Regions from separate parts of the Cricetulus griseus genome. Here region 1 is linked to region 2. The links are chromatin contacts, called in public Micro-C maps. All regions are on one chromosome and are shown on one strand. The core of a region is the stretch at or near the end of the contact, and the rest is flanking DNA. Distances in the headings are between cores, read along the strand shown. Region 1 holds the start of Iqgap2 (ras GTPase-activating-like protein IQGAP2). Region 2 has its middle 38 kb from the start of F2rl1.

Region 1 (3,578 bases), core at 258-2,757, 350 kb after region 2:
GGGTCAAGCTGATTGCATTTTCTCACTTTACCGAAGCTGCAGCTGGCTCCTTCTTGCTGTCACAAGGAAAAAAAAAAAAAAAAAAAGAAAGAACCGAACCTCCCACCCCCGACAGTCCACTCCAAGACTGGGATGTGTGTGTGTGTGTGTGTGTGTGTGTGTGTGTGTGTGTGTGTGTGTGTGTGTGTAAATGACTTAGGAAGTTGGAGACCCTCTTGCAAAGATTTTATCCGTGTCCCTCCCAAACACCCCAAAACACATGAACACACTAACTCTCCTGCAGAAATTACCACCTTAACCTAAACCTGGTACTTCTGCTACCAAGGCCAATCTAAGGAAAAGATTAACCCGTGGTTCTCGGCCATGGGTTTGCCGACAGGGCCAACCCTGGAGAAAAAGCCAGCTTTCTGTTTGTTTTAAAGGAAATACTTCCTAGCACATATTTAGGACTCTGAACTCTGCACATGGGACCACGTGGTTGGTGATAATCTGGCTCCCTCTTGTTAGTCAAAGCCACCTCTTTCCGCCGGCAGCCCGGGTAACAGACACCACCACCTTCAAGTCAAACAGGCTCCCAGTTCATCCTCACAGAAATCCTCCCGCGCGCGAGATCGGGGGCGGGGAGAGCCTCCAGGAGAGTGGCTGGGGGCGGGACATGTCCCTGTGGGCTTTGGCTGGAAGGGCCTCACACCTGAGGGGCCCAAAAGTGGCTCTAGCAGCTCAGGTTGAGGCCCATAAGAGGCTAGGAGGAGAAGCCTGCCCTTCCAGCAAAGTGCCTTCACCTCTTGCAGAGCGCGCAGGCACAGTACTTGCGGAGCCCACCTGTAGCCACAGCAAACAAACTTTCCGCCCCTTAAGGGTGGGAAGCATCAGACCCTACGCCACCCGCTGGCCCTAGCCGGCAGCGCCAGGAGCTAGGCGGGCTCTTCACCTGACGCCCCTAAACCACAATCTGGTCTGCACTAGCGCCGCTGAGGCTTGCGGGGTGGAGGGACGTGCCTGGAAGCTGCGGTTAGGAATTTGGAGGACAGGGGCGGAAATAGGAGCTCTGCTCCTTTGCAATTCCACTTCCCAACTTTGCCAGCCGCTGCCCCTCCGCGGCGTGCACTCGGCCCCCCTCGGCCTCCCCAACGCCGTCCCAGGGAGAGGGGTGCCCAAGATCAGCGGGAGCCCGCGCACTCACAGCCATAGCGGGGCCGTTGCAGCGACGGCAACTCTTCGTGCGGCATCCTCCGCTGCTCCGGGGGCCCTCCCGGGGCGCGCCCCCCGTGGTTCCCCTCGCTGGCCAGGCTCGCCGGCTCCGCGCCCCGCGGGCGCGCTCCGATCCGCCTCCGGCTGCCCTCGCCCGGCTTTCCCGAGCTGGCCGACCGGCTCCTTCGGTGCTCCTTCGCCCGCGCCCGCGGCGGCCGCGTCTTGCTGACACCGGGGCAAAAGTGAACTCTCTCCTCCCTCGCTCGCCCGCCCGCCCGCGGGCCGCGCCGCCTCCTCCAGCAGGTTTCCTTTCTCCTCCCGCCCGGCCCCGTTATTCACCGCGCTCGGTGGGAGCGCGCCGCCGAGCAGCGACCCCTACGGGACTCCCAGCGAAGCGCAGGGGAGCGAGGACCCGCCTCCCGGGAGAGGAAGGGGCTGAGAGACAGCCCAGACCCCTACAGCTGGGGCCCAACGCACAGCTGGAGGGCGCCTTGGAGCGTTCGGAGGATGGAAGTGAACCAACTCAGGGAAGAACAAGAAAAAACACACAAGACCACAGGCACCCTCTTCGCCGGGGTGTTGCTCAGTGACTGGGGGACAAACACTGCAGTTCCTTTTCCTCTAAGGAGATTGCACGGGGACGCCACCTCCCCGCCTGCTTTCGGATTTGGGGGTTTAAACGAAAGTTGTTTGTGACTTTTGGTCTACGAGGCACAGGATTGTTTTTTTTTTTTTTTTTTTTTTTTTTTTTTTTTTTTTTTTTTTTTTTTTTTTTTTTTTTTTAAGAAACGGTAAGGGTGAGCTAGTGCGCATGCTGGAGCGGCAAGATAAACAGTCTCCAAATAACACTCAGAACACAACTGCCAGTCATCCCCTAGTCCCCTCTGCCAGGCCGCCCCAAAGTGCAAAACTGTCGCTCAGGCCCAGCCGGGGTCGCACAACCACAAACCCCTTTCCGGCTCAGCGTTCGAGACAGAAACCACAAGTGGCTGTTTTAAAAGCCGGGGTTTCACGCGGTCGCTTGGAACCTGGAGGAATGTGGAGCCCCTCTAAACCTGGGCTCTCGCTTTTTTACAAATGTGAGGCATGTGCGTGATCACGTGACTGAAACAAATAATCGAAAAAGATAATTTAGCTGAAGAACGGTGGTCTAGCGACACTAGTCACCATTAATTGAGCAAGCCACAAAGAGAGGCCAGCCGTTTTCTGGGAGATACACCCTCAGTTTCCAGTTCGGTTGGTCTGGGTTGAGGCTCCTGAACTTGTGCTTTTCTCACAAGCCAGCTTATGGGCACGAAGCAGATGGGCACGAAGAGTTTAGATTGGACTTGGATCTCATTGGATTTTTTTTTTTTTCTTCCTGGGGTCATTGAATTCTCACCTAGTTGGAATGTGATGAAAGGGATTTTTCTCTCTCAAAAAGTAGATGCCTCTAAATGCTAAGGGCAACTCAGAGAGGGAAATGGCCACAGTCTGAAGCAGTGATGCTAATCCCGAAGTCATCCTGTTAACCAGGGTTCTTCCGTGTCTCAAGAGACACCATGTTGATCTCTAAAATGCAGTCTTCTCTGTATATCAAAAAGGAACTCCTCATGCACAGCATTTAGGGCCTCAAGAAGTACATAGTGTTTGTTTCTAGAGGTGGGGCTAAATCACTGTAAACCACAATGGCCTGAGAAGATGATAAAGTGTGGCGTCAGGATGAGTTTGAAGAATAGGCAAGAGCTGGGTGGAGAATATCCTTTCCTAGGAGACAGACAAGGGCGGGGAGACAATGGGTTGGAACCTGAGGGAGATGAGGGGACGGGAGGGGACGGGAGGGAAGGGGAGGGAAGGGGAGGGGAGGAGAGGAGGTGGAAAGCTCTAACTAGACTGTAGAGGACTTTCTCAATGTCAGACCAAGAACACTGGGTATGACCATTGAAGAACCCCTGAGAGCTCGTAAAGGCTTGCCAGGGTGGAATTGGTGTTTGTTTATTTGAGACAGTATCTTGCCCTGACCCTAAGCTGGTCCTCCAACTCCATATCCCACAGCCTCAACCTCCCAAATGCTGGGGTTGCTTATGAGGGCCATTACAACCACCCAGTATTTCTTGGTTTTGAGATGAGAATTGCAGGATGTTCTAGAGGTGAGGAAAAGTGAAGTCTGGAGCAGACTGTAAAATGATTAGATGCCCATGTTGGACAGAGGGGCTAGAGCAGATGTTATGAAATAGGAGCTCCTGCGATGTCAACCTCAGTAAGCACGCCAAGGGGCTGCTTCATACAGACAGGCCCGGAGCCTGCAACACTCACAGAGCAATCACACGTGCTCAGAGGTGTTGTGGAATATTAGCTGATGATAGCTTACATTCGTTTATGCTATGAAACATTTGTTTAATGATGGA
Region 2 (3,560 bases), core at 35-2,534:
CTGACTTACAGTTCATAGGTTTATGTCAGAAATCAGGCACTCCGCCAGTCTACCCTTCAGGTACTCATTACTCATCACTGCTAGGCGGGGCACATTTCCACTGTCACTATGAGTTGTGTATTTTCCCTATGCAACATGGGTACCCTTTAAAAGGTCCCTTCCAACATCACAGCCCTCTCTTGTTCATTCTCTCTGTCTTCCAGTCTTTCTGTCTGTCCCTGTCTGTCTCTCCTCTCTATCTCTATTTCTTTCTCATGCCCCCACTCCAAGATGGCCTTTCATTCTTCCTTCCCCCAATAAACTTTTTGTGTGAGATCTAGTGCTTGGTGTGCCACCAATAAATCCTAACAGTTTAGTCCATTATCATCATAGCAGAAAGAATGGCAGTGTGCAGGCAGACATGGTACAGGAGAAAGAGCTAAGAGCTATACATCCAGATGGGCAGGCAGCAGGAAGTGACCCGAGTTCTTGAGATCTCAAAACCCATACCCTAGTGACATACTTCCTCCAGCAGGGCCACACCTACTCCAGCAAAGCCACATTAGGAAGGGACCTCCTAATAGTGCCATTCCCTAAGGACCAAGTATTCAAATGCATGAGTCTGGGGGTGGGTGGGGAGCGTGGAATTTTTTTTTAATGTTTTTTTCTTTTTTAAAAAATTTTATTTATTATGTATACAGTCTTGTGCCTGCATGCCAGCAGAGGGTACCAGATCTCATTCAAGGTGGTTGTGAGCCACTGTATGGTTACTGGGAATTGAACTCAGGACCTTTAGAAGAAAGGTTAGTGCTCTTAACCACTGAGCCATCTCTCCAGGGTGGTATTCTTATTCAAACCACCACAGGCAAGCTGGTCACTCACCCCTTAGCCAGCCTGGTTGACTCTTTGTTTGTGGTACAAACGGCTGGGAAGAATGAGGTCATTTCCCGGGCAGTGGAGTTAAAAGTTCAGGATGAGCCACAGCCAATGTCCAGAGGCCCTGTCCTCACTCTCCCTATGGCTGTGGCAAGATCTAGCTGAATTCTCATTCCACTCTTTTGCTTCCCCAGATGCCTGACCCCTTCTCCATTGTGGTTCTCCAACATTCCTACCAATCCTATTGAGATACCCAGCATGCCGATAAAACATTCCTTTTCTGTTTGTTTGCCTCAGCAGGCCTCCATTGTTTGTAACCAAGAACCTTCTTCCCTAACTTAGAAGGTTCCTGCCGAAAGTGGGCAGGAAGCCTGAACTCACCGCAGAGTTCCCTGTTAGAGGGGCCCAGGCCAGGCAGAAAGGAGGTTGGGCTCCACTCAGGACTGCTGGGGACAATGAGGTTCTGCTTTACAGTTGGCTCATACTATGAGTCACTGAACACTATTGATAAGGAAAACCTCCAGGATTCTCACACACCACATACACATATACTCAGACACACACCCCACACATATATGTATATACACCATGAGCACACAATACATACACACATACACTCACATACACAAATATACATGCATGCACACACATAATGCTCACACACACACATGCACACATACACATATATACACATACACTCTCACACACACAGAGTGCTGGGGGGTGAATCTAATTTCTTCACACATCCTAAGCAGATGCGTCATCACCGAGTAGAGTAAGACACCTAGCCCACAGAAAAAGAAAATTTTTATTTTTAGTAGCAGGGATTGAACTCAGGGCCTCATACATGCTAAGCAAGTGCCTTACCACTGAACCAGAAGCCTAGCCCTCAAGAAAAATGTTTTCAATGTCCCCTTTGTCATCCTGAAATCAGATTTACGTATAATAATTTTTAAAAATTATTTTTAAAGGTTCTGTTTTTGTTTGTCTGTTTGTTTCATTTGAGATAGGGTTTCTGTATGTAACAGCCCTAGCTGTCCTGGAACTTGCTTTGTAGACCAGGCTTGCCAAACTTACAGAGATTTGCCTTCCTTTGTGCTGGGATAAAAGGGGTGAGGCTACAAAGAGAAACCCTGACTCAACAAGCAAACAAACAAGATTTTACAATTATATTATGTGTGTGAGTGTTTTGCTTGCACGCATGTATATGCACCACCACACACAAACAGTGTCCACAAGTAGCTGTTAGGATTCAAACCCTGGTCCTCTGCAAGGGCAGCTGCACTCCTAACCTGTGACCCATCTCTCCAGGCCCTTCATGTAATCTTAATAGATCAGCATAATATGAAGAAAAATTTAAAGAAAATTATTGACAAAGTATTTGCTCATAAAAGCATAAAATTGGTGGCATACCAATTAACCCCAGCACTTGGGAGGCAGAGACAGGAGGATCATCTCTAAGTGTGAAGCCAGCCTTGTCTACAAAGCAAGTTCCAAGACAACCAGGGCTAAACAGAGAAACCCTGTCTCAGGAAGAAAAAAGAAAAAAGCTTAATATAAAGGAAATAAAGTCCTCCAATGATGTAAATGCATGTGTTTGACTACTAGGGAGTCCCCCAAATTAGTGTCCCCTGTATATTGAGAGGCATGTCCAATGAGTATAGCCTAGGCAATGATTAAAGGTTTTCTGCAAAATACAATGTGCAGGGGAACATGCATCTATGTGTAGATGCCTGCTCAGAAATACAGCATGTTTTGTGATGTACTGGATGTGGTCACCTCTGAGGAAGGCAGCGGTCAGAGGAGTGAAGAGGAGAGAGAGGCATGTGTACATTTTCTCTCCATCTTGTGTCCTTTGCATCTTTATTTATTTTTTAAAGATTTATTTTTATTCTGTATAGTGTTCTGTCTTCATGTATGCCTGCAGGCCAGAAGAGGGCAGCAGATCTCATTTATAGATGGTTGTGAGAGACCGCGAGGCTGCTGGAAATTGAACTCAGGAAAAGCAGCCAGTGCTCCTAACCTCTGAGCCATCTCTCCAGGCTGCCCCTTGCATCTTTAATAAAACCTTGTTTAATAAAAACATGAGGTAAATGTGAAAGTGGAAAAAAACCATGACAGTGACACTGTGTCCCGAGAACCTCACTGAAGCAGTCAGTGGGCCAGGCGAATTTGCTAATGAATACTGTGACTCTGGGTAGAAGAGAGCATTGCTGTTTTCTGCCATGGTTAATGTTGACCTGCGGTCTTCAGCACTGCCAGGTGTGTGTGGTCTGGCCAAGTGTGTGGTCAGGAAGCCATGGGACTTCCTTATTGCGAGAGTGCCTCTGGGTTTTGTGTCTATACCACTGCATATCTGTACTCCAGACTGGCGCACCTAAGTACTCCTCAGAGCCTGCCTCCTTCCAGGCTTGAGTTCCAACTCACTTGCCATGTGGCAACCTGTAAGCCAAATACTGGAAGGTAGTTGTCCTTTGACTTATTCAACTGACAGTATGGGTCACTGACCACTGAGGTAAATTGAATACTTCTATGATCCCTGCAATGAGAGATTGCTGCCATTTGGAAATATTACATTTAAGTTCCTGCTCTGCATCTTAACAAATATTCACTGAGTTTTGTTTCCCCATCTGTAAAATGGGAATGATGTATTTACTCTAGAGGATTTGTTGGGATAAATCAAAGTACCTGCTGCTTGCTCTTTG

The links. Hi-C and Micro-C count contacts between places; a contact is called where the count stands out from the background.
Region 1: a Micro-C map of the CHO-K1 cell line shows a contact between it and region 2, with 4 times the contacts expected there. The contact joins the promoter of Iqgap2 here to the enhancer-like site in region 2. A contact is called at or near these places in 2 of 8 Hi-C or Micro-C datasets (both in the CHO-K1 cell line).

Annotation. Positions count from the first base shown.
Region 1 is chr2:314,577,413-314,580,990 of CriGri-PICRH-1.0, forward strand. It overlaps Iqgap2 (ras GTPase-activating-like protein IQGAP2), which reads right to left and starts at 1,508. Exons shown (of 36, transcript XM_027401697.2): 1 at 1,184-1,508. The coding sequence starts at 1,229.
Region 2 is chr2:314,225,902-314,229,461 of CriGri-PICRH-1.0, forward strand. No RefSeq gene overlaps it. Among named protein-coding and RNA genes, the nearest start is that of F2rl1, 38 kb to the left of the region's middle. Within about 2 kb of position 1,285, at least 3 of the 6 cell types and tissues checked have open chromatin away from gene starts, as enhancers often do. A contact at or near this core is called in the CHO-K1 cell line, where this site is marked.